Linked DNA regions of Mus musculus: region 2 is linked to region 1. Evidence: chromatin contacts called from public Hi-C data. All regions are on one chromosome and are shown on one strand. The core of a region is the stretch at or near the end of the contact, and the rest is flanking DNA. Distances in the headings are between cores, read along the strand shown.

Region 1 (6,232 bases), core at 3,109-5,608:
ACTTTTTCTGATTGTCTGTAGCATCGTCTGAATTATAAATTGTACAAAAATACCCAGTCTTGCTAAGATTTCCCTAACAAACTCATGACCAATTGGCATATCATGAAGACCCAGACGCTTATGTAGAAGCCACTCATAAGCAAGCACGCTGGAGAAGTGGAAGAACAAAGGACAAACACTTTGTCAAAATGATCAAGAAGCTTTCATTTAAAACTGAAGTGGGTCAATAAATGCAAGACACATAAAAGAAATGTGACGATAGCTGACACAAAATCATCAGAGTCAGAGACATGGTACACGAGGTAGAGAAACAACACAGAGCCCTGATTTAGGGATCCTTCACATAGACTCAGAAAAAAAATGGAATAAAGGTGAGCTGTGCTTGCTCACTGTCCAGTTGTGTGCACTTCTGAGCATGCCCACTGTCCAGTTGTGTGCACTTCGGAGCATGCTCACTGTCCAGTTGTGTGCATTTCTGAAATTGTCATTCTTGAGCCTGAAGTTGTGCTTTCAGCTCAGGATACATTCGGAACCTCCAGATATTCTAAGATTATACATTTTCCAACCTGCCAAATATAATGAGATACAAGGACAAGTCAAGCAGGTAGTTGTCACGTAGGTCTTCTTAGTTAAGGTTTTCCTTAGCCTGCTGCTTTGCTGGGGTTTATCTTCCCCAAAGTAAGAAAAAACATATAATTAAAATCAACAGTTTAAAACCTTTTCTCCATATTTTATCCAATCCTTGAGGCTGTATATAAATAAACTAAAATGCTCTAAAAAGCAATACATTCAAAATAAAAGAACAAATAATGCCAAGAGGAAGGCGACCACAAAAGTTGCTGTGATGAACGGGACTCCAGATGTTGTTGGACAATAAAATGATTCAGCTTCTAAGTCCCTCCCAGTCTCTGTCTACAGGAGCAGGGTGGCCGAATAAGCTACATTTTCCTCCTGACTTCAGCAGTGTTTTCAGGAAAGACTTGTAAAACCCTGCTTACCTTTCAATTCCAACCAAAATCTATGTCCAACTCTGAGCTGGGTGTTTTCAAATGAGGTTTTACTAAGCAGAATGCCTTGCAGAGCATGAAACCGTGGAATTATAAGTGATATTTGAGGATGTGACGTATAATTCTCCTTTTACCTATTGCACCTGTTATTATTTTTTATTTATCTTGTGCTTCTCTGTTGTAGGAGAAAAGTATTACTGTGCACATGGTTCTTCTGTGTGCATTCCGGAATACAATGAAATGCTGTTGCTTTTTCTTCCTTCTCTCTCTCTCTCTCTCTCTTTCTCTCTCTCTCTCTCTTTCTCTCTCTGTGTATGTGTGTTGTTGTTGTTGTTGGGGGGATGAGAAATTGGGCATCTGACGTAGTTGTTCTCTACCTTATTTTTTGAGATAGGGTCTACCACTAAATCTGCGATTTACCAATCCAGCATAAACTGGCTGACCAGAGAAACCCCAGGACTTTCCTGTCACTTACCTTATGCTGGGATGCTGATTACAGACCTACATTGTTGTGTTCATATATTTACACATGTGTATAGATTTGAACTCAGGTCCTCATACCTGCATAGCAAACATTTTAACACACAGGGCACCTTCCCAACCCCATAACTGTAGATGCCTTTGCTACACATTATTATTTTTAATTTTTTCCTGTTAACATTATTACATTAAAATACTCTACTTAAAAGATCTCTCCTTGATTTTGTTTTAAAGTGCATATGTTTGGAGTATTTCCCTTCACTGTTGATAGTGCCAACTTCTTGATGATTGTCTATGTGTTTTGGCAACCTGAGAGGACATTGTGACTGTATTTGCTTTTGCTCTGACAATCCTGAGTCACGGGATGGGTGTTCTGATTATACATTCTTATTCCAAGAATTCAGGCTCCTTTTGAAAACTTTTGACAATACTAAAATCCAAGAACATTTCTTCCCTATTTATCACTGTTAGCCATTTTATTTCCTAGTGAGAATTCTTTCTCTCCTTTAAAGACTGCAAGTGCAGAACACGACTTTGAAATCTCAGGGATTCTGTAAATCTTTCAGATAGAAATGGGAGATGAAATGAGGCAGGAACCAAGCATCAACCTTCAGTATTTGCTTTTGGAAAAAGCAAATACTCTCTCTCTCTTTTTTTGTTTGATTCCCCTATAACCCCTCTTCCCTTTTATCCAATGATATTTAATAGACTCTGATAATTCCTCTTCCATAAATTCATATATAACTAAAACAATGGATCTTAACATACCAAATACTCCAATCTAGCAAAGATAGTTATTGAATAATATGCATACACACGTGTGCAATAGCCACACATGTGTGCGTATGCATATGTACATACCTATTTATAAACACATATATTGATTCCTTCATGCCTCTCACCTTTAGAAAAAATTGTTTACATACAGTTATCTGTGTATACCTGTCTCTTTACATATACTTATTTGTATATAGAAGTATCCATTTCTCTGTATTCATCTATTTATTTTCTATCTCTATGTGGCTGGCTGATTAGCTCTCTAGGAAGAGAGATGGTAGTAGAAATGCATGTTTTCTAGACCATAGCAAAACTGTGTTAAGACTTCCTTTACTATGCTTATTTAGCTCTGAATTCTACTTGCAACAAAGCACCTATAATTTATTATCCATCCTGCGAATATTAGAGCTTTTGAGTTCTGTCACACAGTGTGTAATAAATGCAGCAAGTGTTGTATACTTTGTGCTTCAATGTTGTATTTTTTACATGTTCTCATCATGGGAGATGTCAAATGATAAATGTGATAAATGTGCTGGTAGCCTCGGTTTGGTCATTACACCTGTACCATAATATTATGTGATGTCCCATAAGTCTATACCACTAACTTAATCAATAAAAATAAAGACAGAATGCTTTGTGAAAATTGATGTGTTTTTTCTGGCACTAGGTTTTTCTGACCATTACTCTCATAAAAAGTCCATTAGAAGATTGTTGAAAATTTGAAGCCCCATTGGAAAACATATTCAGCTGAGAAAATAACAGTTTTTTACATTTCTTTATTTTATTTGTGTGTAAACAGGTGCAAACATGCCACAGCATGCCTATTGAGGGTAGTTTGCAAAAATTCATTCTCTTTTTCATCCTGTGGCTCTGGAGTCTTAGAAAGTGCTATGAAGTCAACTCACAGACATAGTTTTGAGTTTTGAGCATCCTATAACTGGAAAAGTTGGCCAGTATGGAGTCCTTAAATGGTTTTTCCACAGCCTGTGCCCACAGGATGGAAAGATGGACAAGGCCAGCTAAGTACAAACAGAAACCTTTCAAAGACTCACAGATGGTAATTCCCTCCTCCTCATGCTCTTGAGATTCCTAATGCTGAATACAAGAAACCCTTCCCATATCTGACTTCTGTGTCTCCCTCTCTCTCTTTTTCATGTTTAATTAATCCCCTTTGTCTTATGCTAAATGAAGGAATTATCTTGCCACTTTTACATATAATTAAAGATACCGGAGAAAACCTTATTACCTCGGATCCAACTAATTCACAAATAATTGTGATTTCAATAAGGCCGGGGAAAGCACAAATAATGAGATAGGCAAATGAATTGAGTCGAGGGGGATGGCAGGTGTATAACTTAGCCTGCTAAGGTCAATTATCAGAGCTTCTTAGAAGCTTCCTTTTACAACTGCACTGAGGAACTGCACCAGGTTCTCCAACTGGACCAGTGCCTTCTACACTTCTCTACCACCATAGAGCAAGCTTGTTTGGAAAACTTGGAGACCAGTACTCAGAACACCTCCTTTGGCAGGATTGCTTCACTTGCTCTATAACCCCTTAGCATGGCCTCTTCTACCATCTAACTCTGATCTCCAGGTTCGCTTCTCCACAGAGTAAGTGCAGAATATTTCAGGGTGTCATTTTTTTTTTTAAATTAAGACGTTTGTTAGGAATTGTAGGTGAAATGTCCCCAGAGGGCTTATGGTATGACCATTCAGTGCTCAGATGATAGTGCTCTATTGAAGGCACTAGAAATATTTGGACATAGTCTTAGCTGGGGGAACATCGGTCACGGGGGATGGAAAATCTTGATGGTAGTCAAATTCTGCTTCTGGTCCAGGCTCTGCTTCCTGACCAGCCCATGTAAGAAACTGCAGCTATACATTTCTGCTACCAAGAACCAGCTCATTCTCACCTCCATGTCTGCCCAGCTTGTTGGTCTGAAGCCTCTGCAATTATGGGCCAAAGGAGCCCCTCCTCTGTTGGGTTGCTTCTGTCCAGTTCTTTGTCACAGCAATTGTAACAAATACAAGTTCCTTCTCTGGTGCCAGCAGGCACCCTGGCATCTATTTCTGGATATGGCCTGAAGGGTGGGGACCCAGATCTGTTTCATTAGTCAGGTTGCTATGACTCATGCAATGATTTCTCCTCCTTGTTGCAGCTAATCTGCATCTTGTCAGTTTCCCCCATTCATTTAGTCTTGTTCATTGATTGCCACTTTAGGCTAGGACCCGAGGATACACTACATAGATTGGGAATGTGTAGTCCTTTTAATTTGATTTTTAAACAATTTCAATAGTGCTTATCACTTGCAGACACATTACAAAGTGTGACTCATTTAATTACACTCCCTGTTGAACTCCCATGGTGATAGAGCACACGGCTTATAAAAACAGAGAGCCAGAAAAACATCTTTAGGAAAGTAAAATCTGGCCTGAAAAACTGGCATAGATCACACCTGAGTGGGTCTTGAATTATAAGGCAGAATGTGCTAAATGAGTAACTAACTGGGGTTATTACAAAGTCAGATGTAGGGGTTTGTGAATCCACTGACCATGTTGATGGGCTCATGAAGGATACAGAAAACTCAAACTCCTTTATCAAATGCTCATTTTAGTTGATATAATAAAGGTGTGTGGAATGGAGAGAAGACTACTGTCAGCAAGTATTCAGCTACTGCTATCACAAAAGAAAAATAATAAACTAAGCTAAGTGTGTAGCAGAGAGAGAAATTACATCTGAGGCAAGTCTGGAAGCATAGGCCTGAAATTTAAGACATTCTGGAGAATGACTCTCAAAGAGTGTCAGCAGGAAAGTTCAAGGCTAGATTACGCTATTTAGCAGGACTATATTTCCAAATATTTGTTTTAAATGAAAAGAAATGATGTAATTTTATTATAATTTCAAAAATAAAAGAAGAACACTGAAAAGAGGGTTCCTTTTTCCACATTAGCTTGTCTTTTGGCATGGGTATCATTCAAATCTTGTTTGGGAAGTCATAGTGTTCAGGTATCCTGGCAGTAATTTCTCTTTTCTTTCTAGGAAACATAATCTCATAGCCAACTTCCAGGTTCTTTGGCCCTTCATCTTTCTATTCTCTCTTCTGAGAGTACCATGGGCCTTAAATGTTTTCCTAGCCAGAGAACTATAGGCAGCTGATGACCTCTGGGTGGAGGAGAATTAGCCTCTCCCAGGAATGAGCATCCTAATTGGTTTTCTAATACAAAGTGGTCACCCCTAAAACCATATTCATACAAGCAACACCAAATGGACTCAATGGGTTACATTTATAGAATGCTGCACATATATATGTATATATATGTGTGTGTGTGTGTGTGTGTGTGTGTGTAAACATATATATGTAGCAATAATAATCAAAGTAAAAGAGGCTGTCAATTTGAGAGGGAGTGGTGTATATGAGAGGCATTGAAGGGAGAGGACATAGAATGGTTTGGGAGGGAGGAAGGAGAAGGGAAAGGAGAAAGTAATATTATAAGAAATTAATTAAAATTTATTTTAAAAGAAAGATTTTATTAAATGAGGGCAGTATTGGAATATATGAGGCTGTAGAGGTGTAATGCTCCATGATACTGAAATAAGTTTTAAAATATTTCAGTGATATATGATGATGTGTGTGATGATCAACCACATTCCTCATAATAGAGACTAACTTCCACTGTGAGACATTTTGTCTAAGAATTATGTGCACTGTGAGACAATTTGCCATTTCAAAAGTCTAAGTGTTATGTAATGTACTTTTCCTGGAGAGACTCAATGTACATGTATACTTGCCTCAGATAGGAAGCCACAAAAGACCAAATTATGGCTATCACTCAAGTCAAACTTGGTGAATTAATGAGTTTTATTGGGGTTACTTACAGAAATATGGGCTAGGGGTTACTTATAGTAGCAGACTCAAAACTGCTGCATCATCAGAGTCCACCCTAGGATGAATGAGAGTTGGCAAAAC
Region 2 (6,839 bases), core at 1,029-3,528, 460 kb before region 1:
GCGGCTAAAATGAACTAGAGCAAAAATTGTGTTGATTTCAAGGAAAGCGTTCTTCTAATAATAATGAGATGGTAATTAGTAGGGGAAATGGCATAAAATTATTTCAGCATTTAGGAAAACTATGATTCTAAGCTACAGAATTTTTTATTTTTTGTTTGGAAGTTCATTCAGCGAATGTGCAAGAACTTCCGAGTTAATAGCATAGCCTTAATGAGGGAGGATCTCGTTTTTACCCCCTGTGGACAGAACCCTCGGATACTCTCCAGGGCAGTGTAAGGGTGATTTCTAATGGGTCTATAAGATTTCTAAAGGCTCCCACTTGGTCTAGCATAAGGACCCCATTCAATCCTCAGGTAGGCTGCAGGGCATATGGAGACTGACAAGCACTTAGCGGGCATGGACAGGACACCGGACACACCCCAGTCACCTCTCATGTAGCTGACCTCGATTTTACTGATCAGGTTGAAAACAAATTGTAACTTTTCCAAAGCCAAGTTCAAAGTCAAAGTAGATTTCGGAATGCAGGCTGTGTGTCTCTGGGATCCCCGCTGTTCGCATTATGCTTCATGTCTTCTGTGTTTGACCTTCAGTGGGCAACTATTAAGGGAGACAAAAAGGAACCAGAGGGCAGAAATAGAAGGGAACATTTCTTAGAAAACCCCTGAAAGAAAAGTAAACCAGACTAATGCTCTTCTTTTAATTTAGCCCTGTCGTTGCAGAGGTGAGAATTAGGATTTGCAAGGAGCCTCTTCTTTGAACCAATCCAAATAAAATGAAAAAGAGCTTGAGGCACGAGGCTGATGCTGTGTGACCTGAGAAAGTTGAGGCTGCTTCTTTGCATATGCAATGAGCAGCCAGGGTGTGAAAATAGACAGGATCGGGCCTCTCTTGGCTGCGGATTCCTAGCTGTGCCTCTAACACGTTCCTTTCATGCCTGCACCTCTTATACCATTATGCGGTTTGAGCCACATGCAGGAATAATGATTCAGCTTAGACTAGACACAAGGGCCAACCAGATTTGAGCTGATTTCTAAACCAAATCCCAGGTTTGGAAAATTACTAGTGTATGTCGCAGTTGCAATATATTAAGAACTTCTCTAAATGAACCACCATGAGTGGATGTGGTCTGACTCCCACCCTTGGGGTATCCACAGTAACCCTGCACAGTATGCGGAGAATTTCCCCTGTACTTTTCTTCTGCAGTGTGGCATTTGCTACAGGACCCTGCATTACCAGGAACCACAGCTCAGCATTCTTAAGAGAAATATTATTTGGTGTTTAGTGGAGCCCTAAATTAGTGATGCACCGTAGTGATTTTCATTTGGAATACCCTCGTTACCATGGCAATCATATCATGCCATGTTTCGTTGTCTTGGGTGTTTCTAGAAGCAATCCAGTCTCCGTAAACTCCTCATCATGTCGGAGACCCTGAATACTCCACGTTTATGCATGCTGACTGAAATCAGGCATATTAGAACCCCAGGGCCGAGAACACATCCAACTCTGTCATTATGTCAATTTCCTGCATATTGAGTAAGCATTAGCAGTCACATAAAGTAGACAATTAGTGAACTACAAATAGGAAATGCACAGGTCTTGGACAAATCTGTCTTTTGATATTCTAGGTATTTATGAGAGCTTAACAGCCTGCATAGTAAGCTGCCGACCTCAAGACTCTCTCTGCCTATGAGGCGCGTTGGCACACCTGTGAACACACGTGTCTGTATGGTGTGTCCATGCGTGTGGTGATAATGCTGTGTGTATGTGTGGGCAGGTATGTATCTGGGTGTATGTGTGAACCTGCATAGTGTGTGTGTATTAGACATTGTGGTGACATAAAGAGAGATGAAGATAAATAACATGGAGAGAGGAGGGAGGGAGAAAGGTTCAGGAGATGGAGGAGGAGAGAGAGTGCATGGTGGGAGTGTACCACAGAGCCTCTGAGAGGAACAACCCAGGCATAGGCATGTGTGAGCATGAGCGATGTCCTTCACTTCCCTTGTCACAGTCCAACACATGCTCTGAATCTCATTTTTGAACCAAAGCTTCAGGCACTTCCTGGCTGACTGCCCATCAGTTTCAGCCTCCACTGAGCAGAAAGAACTCCTGGGAGGGGCTCTGCATTCTGAATGGACTGGACGAGGCTGGTTTTGAAAATAAGTCTCAAGTTATAGTCTTGCTGGGGAAACTCATCGCAGGTGACCTTTGTCTCTTGGGCTCTCTCCCCAGGGGTTTTTCCAAGAAGGGAAGGAAGCTTTCTTCTGAGTCTTCCAGCAGGTGGCAGTGCGGCCGATAATTATCTCCTCGGAGGCTGCAGTAAACACTGTCTTCTTTAGATGCTGAAGGAAGTGAGCTGTCTCCCTCTTCATTAAGGGTCAACGTCAGTGAATGATAAAGAGCAGGATGAGCTTTGGAATAGCAAACACTCAGCGCATAGCATCCTCTAGCAGTTTTGAAATGCATATATGTAATTATTATATGGGGTATAGTCATGTTCAAAGCACGAGTTGGCAGACTCAGTGACTTCCTATACCACAGACCCCAGTGCCATTACACAAATCAACACAAGTGCAGTTGGGCTTCTTCCAGGTTTCAAGAAGTTGACACAAAATCTCAGTTGCTTACCGGTGACTGTGATTCATAGCAAGAACTGACGTTCCTTCACTTAGTAATGTAGGAGGGGAATGTGTGAAGGTGAAAGTTGAGGACCATGACAGAGTCTAATAAAAATCTATGCATACTACTTGGAATATAAATAGAAAATATACACCCCACAAATATACCTATGGTCTATACAATCTCAAATATCTCAGTGCCTTGACTTCTAATGAAAGACCCACAACGTGAGGACTCCCCCACGTTCTGACTCAGGAGAGGTGACACCCCAAATCTCTCACGAGAAATGGTCTTGATGAAAACTGCAAGAGGTTTATTCGGGAAAGAACAGTGCACTGGGGACGACTCATATCCCACGCAGGGGTAGAGGAGTCGACCACGAGCTCAAGGGGTAAGGGGTTTATAAAGGCAGAAACCGCAAACACCTGGCATTGGGCTATAGCATTTGGCAAGCTAGCAAGTTTGCATAATGGATTTAAGGAATGGTTAGAGTATTCTGTACAAACATTTCCTGCAACAATGGGGCAAGTTCTACTCCCTGCCATTAATGACACAGGTCTAGGGGCTTAAATAATTTTCGCTCTCTCTCAGGATCTTTCACTAACCCTTTGCCCTCAATGTCCATCTCACTCTTCTTCAGGATGCTAGCAGGATGGAGCTATATCACTTTGTGAGTTCAGTGTGGTACTGCTTGTCCTGCAAGCTTTCACCTTTCTTCAAGGAAGACTCTTTCAGAGTATAGTGAACTCTGATATGTACAAATGTACAGTAGTCTTTCTCTTAGGGTAAAGATGTTCCTGGCCAGCCATACCTCGAGGATTCTCTCAGGATCTCAAATTATAGCATCCGCGTGTGTGTGCAGGAGAGCTTGTGAGAATGGAGGCAGGTTCCATGGCAGACTGTGTGGTTCTGTATGACCTAGCCTTGCTGTGGAGCAGTTTCCTCAGAAATTAAATATTTCTCCTTGGAGAGAAGCTACTTAAGACTCTGGCTATCTGAGACAGAGGTACAACCTTCTATCCTGCAGAAAAAGCTAATAAAATTCAAGAAGTTAACAACTCAACAAGTCTAGGAAGTTCCTGAAACTAACCAGATTCACTAAGAATTTCCTTCTCCAAGCAGGTATAAGCAGTAAAGACTGACGAGAGACATACTCAGACAAATTGAGCTCTCCAGAAGAGGCTCAAACCACCTAACTGCCTGAAGTAGACACCCTACAACCTCTCTAGCTGCCTGCCTGTTATACTGTGAGCTTCAAGTTTGAAGCTTTTGTGAGCTGTCACCCATGTTGGCGGTGGGGGGTAGGCTTTTGGTGATGTACCTGTCTTTGAGCTATTTCTGCTCCTCTAGGTAACTCTAATAAACCATGGCTTATTAGTTGGACTTTGGTGCTATACTAGTTGGTTTTGTGTGTCAACTTGACTCAAGCTGGAGTTGTCACAGAGAAAGGAGCCTCCCTTGAGAAAATGCCTCCATGAGATCCAGCTGTAAGGCATTTTCTCAATTAGTGACCAAGGGTGGGAGGGCCCATTGTGGGCCGTGCCATCCGTGGGCTGGTACTCCTGGGTTCTATAAGAAAGCAAGCTGAGCAAGCCAGGGGAAGCAATCCAGTAAGCAGCACCCCTCCATGGCCTCTGCATCAGCTCCTGCCTCTAAGTTCCTACCCTGTACGAGTTCCAGTCCAGACTTCCTTGGTGATGAACAGCAATGCAGAAATGTAAGCTGAATAAACCCTTCCCTCCCCAACTTGCTTCTTGGTCATGATGTTTGTGCAGGAATAGAATCCCTGACTAAGACAGGTGATATCTTTATTGTGGTCTCTGTGGGTTCTCTATTTGGCTTGAGTAGATGTTTGTTCATGACTCCTCAGGAATAGAGTTATAGAATAGTCTTCTGTTTCCCGATATGAGGTTCTGGGGTTATCACCGAGGCTGCCTTTGAGATATATACATATATAGGGATACCCATATACATGCATGTATATATATATATATTACAAGTGATTTACTTACTGTTAATTATGTATATGCCCATGTGTCTATATGTTGGTATGTGCATACATGTTGGTATATGCGTATGTGAGTGAAGGTGCCCCAGGAGGTTGGAAGGAGGAGCTCCATTTGATTCCCTGGAGCTAGAGTTACACGTAGTTGTGAGCTGCCTGATGTGGGTGCTGGGAACTGAAATCTTGTCCTGTACAGGAGCCATATATCAGTCTGAACTTTGAACTGTTGATCCATCTCTCCAGCATCAATCTTTTCTTTTTCTTTTCTTCTTCTTTTATTTTTCAAATTTATGTCTTGGAGTTTAAAGCCCTCCTCAGGTGATGTATAGGGACCAGGCTCCAACTGTGTTTATCACTTTTGCTGGCCTGTATTTCTTCAGTTGCATGTTGTACCTTCCTTTTTACATGCATTGCTCACAGCTGTGCCTTCTCTGTACTGTGGTAAGGCCATCACTTGTACGGTGCTTGATGCTAGTGAAATGATGACACAGACTGTCCTTTGGTGGCTTCTAACTTAGTCCTCTCTGTAATTTTACCTTCACTACATGGCCTGGCTGCTTCATTTTAGCAACTTCTCTTAATAGCTCTAATCTCTTGTCGAGTCAATGCCATGTTCCTTTGCTTTCATGAGAACAAACTCTTTTATTGAAAGAATCCTCATGAAGTGTGGGTCTCAAAGCACTTAAAGAGAGTGGAATATTTATCTAACCTTTGCATCCTGTGCTTTCAGATGCTCCAAACTAGGCCACCCTCAACCACTTAGCTTTGCAAAGTGTTTTACATGAGTTGACCTAGTTCGTAAAGCCTCTCCCTTTAAGAAGGTAGACTTTTAACTTCAGAAGTATTGTGAGTTGTAGAGCTAACTTCGGATTACCAAGAGCTGACAAGTGTCTGTGTGGCTGTGATGTGAGCTGGAAACATTTGCAGATGTGTTTCTTTCTTTGCCTCAGAGGCCACTTATTTCTACCTGTTGATTCACTCCCTTAAACAAAAACACTGTCTTTAAGAGGCCCCAGTGTGCAAGCGATGCATAATCCCTCACTGGGGGGTAAACGGCTCTGCTCCTCTCTGTGGAGGTCGAGGAAGGACGGGGGTTCTCCACCTTGGAAATCACAGTATGGAATTCCTCATCAGTTCATGTGAGACTGAAAACCAAGGAAAAGCCCAACACCCCGAGACGTTTTGATGGAGTTGGGCTGTGTAGGGACAGTTTAGAACCACATGGCCGCCCAAACTCATTATTAATGCTGAGGAGGATTTAAGGACTGAAGACATCGCAGCATTAGTGATTCCTTGAAAAACGGATGCTCTGTGAAGCCCCATTCAGCCGGTCCAAGATCTCAGGTGCATGAATGTGGGAGGCTGGCACGGAGAGAGGGAGGCCTGACTGTGGAACCACTGAGCCTCAGGGAAGGCTTTAAGATACCAAGGCAGAGAAGGGACAGAGGAAGAGGCAACCCACTTTGACTGGGACTTAGAATTTCTTCAGAGTTCATCTTGTGATTGCGGATGAGAATGGGGTACAAAATCAGTAGTAACTTCATGGGGTGCAAAATATGTCTGGTGATTAATTGTTCACTGTCAGATTGCTATGGCATGTTGATGGTATAAGAAGATGACCTAATGGGTGCTCACAGCTCTCTGTCTCTGAATGTAGGACCTCATCACCATCAGGACAAATGAAAGCCATGGGATGGCTAGTAGGCTGATTGATGTCAACACATTCTCGTTGCTAAATTATCATTCCAGTTAAGTGTTTTCAATATTTAAAGTTCAGTTGCTTGGCATCCAGCAGCAGTCTTGATCCCACAGAGACTAATGTTTTCCTGAGTTCTGGTATTTTTGATGTACTTTCATTAATAAAAACCATTGCTCTCTACAAAGCAATTTCAAAAACAATCACCCAGTTCATTTATGGTATAGAGAAGTTTACTTAATGTCAAGTGAATAGGTTAAAATATTTTGTAAAAGAATAAAGATTGGTCTGCCTTATTCTTAAAAAAAAAATCAATTTATTGCACTCAAAGAAGACCCAGTAGGATAGTGACTTAGTTAACTGTTATATTGCTGCAACAAAACACCATGACCAAAAAGGCTCACTGGCTAAGGATGCCTCTTGCAGAGGCCTGACATTTGCTTTCTAGCACACTCACAGTAACTCCAGCTCCAGAAGATCTGACCTACTCTTCTGGATTCTCTGGGAACCTGCACCCACATG

What was found. A called contact is a pair of places that touch in the nucleus more often than the background predicts.
Region 2: a contact with region 1 is called in a Hi-C map of bone marrow-derived macrophages, with 4 times the contacts expected there. The contact joins two enhancer-like sites. A contact is called at or near these places in 5 of 39 promoter capture datasets (the 3T3-L1 cell line, 3T3-L1-derived adipocytes, cranial neural crest and 2 more), 1 of 15 datasets of contacts at CTCF or cohesin (the NIH/3T3 cell line) and 5 of 484 Hi-C or Micro-C datasets (3T3-L1-derived adipocytes, bone marrow-derived macrophages, cerebellar granule neurons and 1 more).

The regions. Positions count from the first base shown.
Region 1 is chr13:6,008,032-6,014,263 of GRCm38.p6, reverse strand. It overlaps Gm46401 (a long non-coding RNA gene), which reads right to left. Exons shown (of 6, transcript XR_001780857.1): 6 at 301-566. Among named protein-coding and RNA genes, the nearest start is that of Gm46401, 95 kb to the right of the region's middle. Within about 2 kb of position 4,358, at least 36 of the 459 cell types and tissues checked have an H3K27ac peak or open chromatin away from gene starts, as enhancers often do. A contact at or near this core is called in bone marrow-derived macrophages, where this site is marked.
Region 2 is chr13:6,464,955-6,471,793 of GRCm38.p6, reverse strand. No RefSeq gene overlaps it. Among named protein-coding and RNA genes, the nearest start is that of Pitrm1, 80 kb to the left of the region's middle. Within about 2 kb of position 2,278, at least 50 of the 459 cell types and tissues checked have an H3K27ac peak or open chromatin away from gene starts, as enhancers often do. A contact at or near this core is called in bone marrow-derived macrophages, where this site is marked.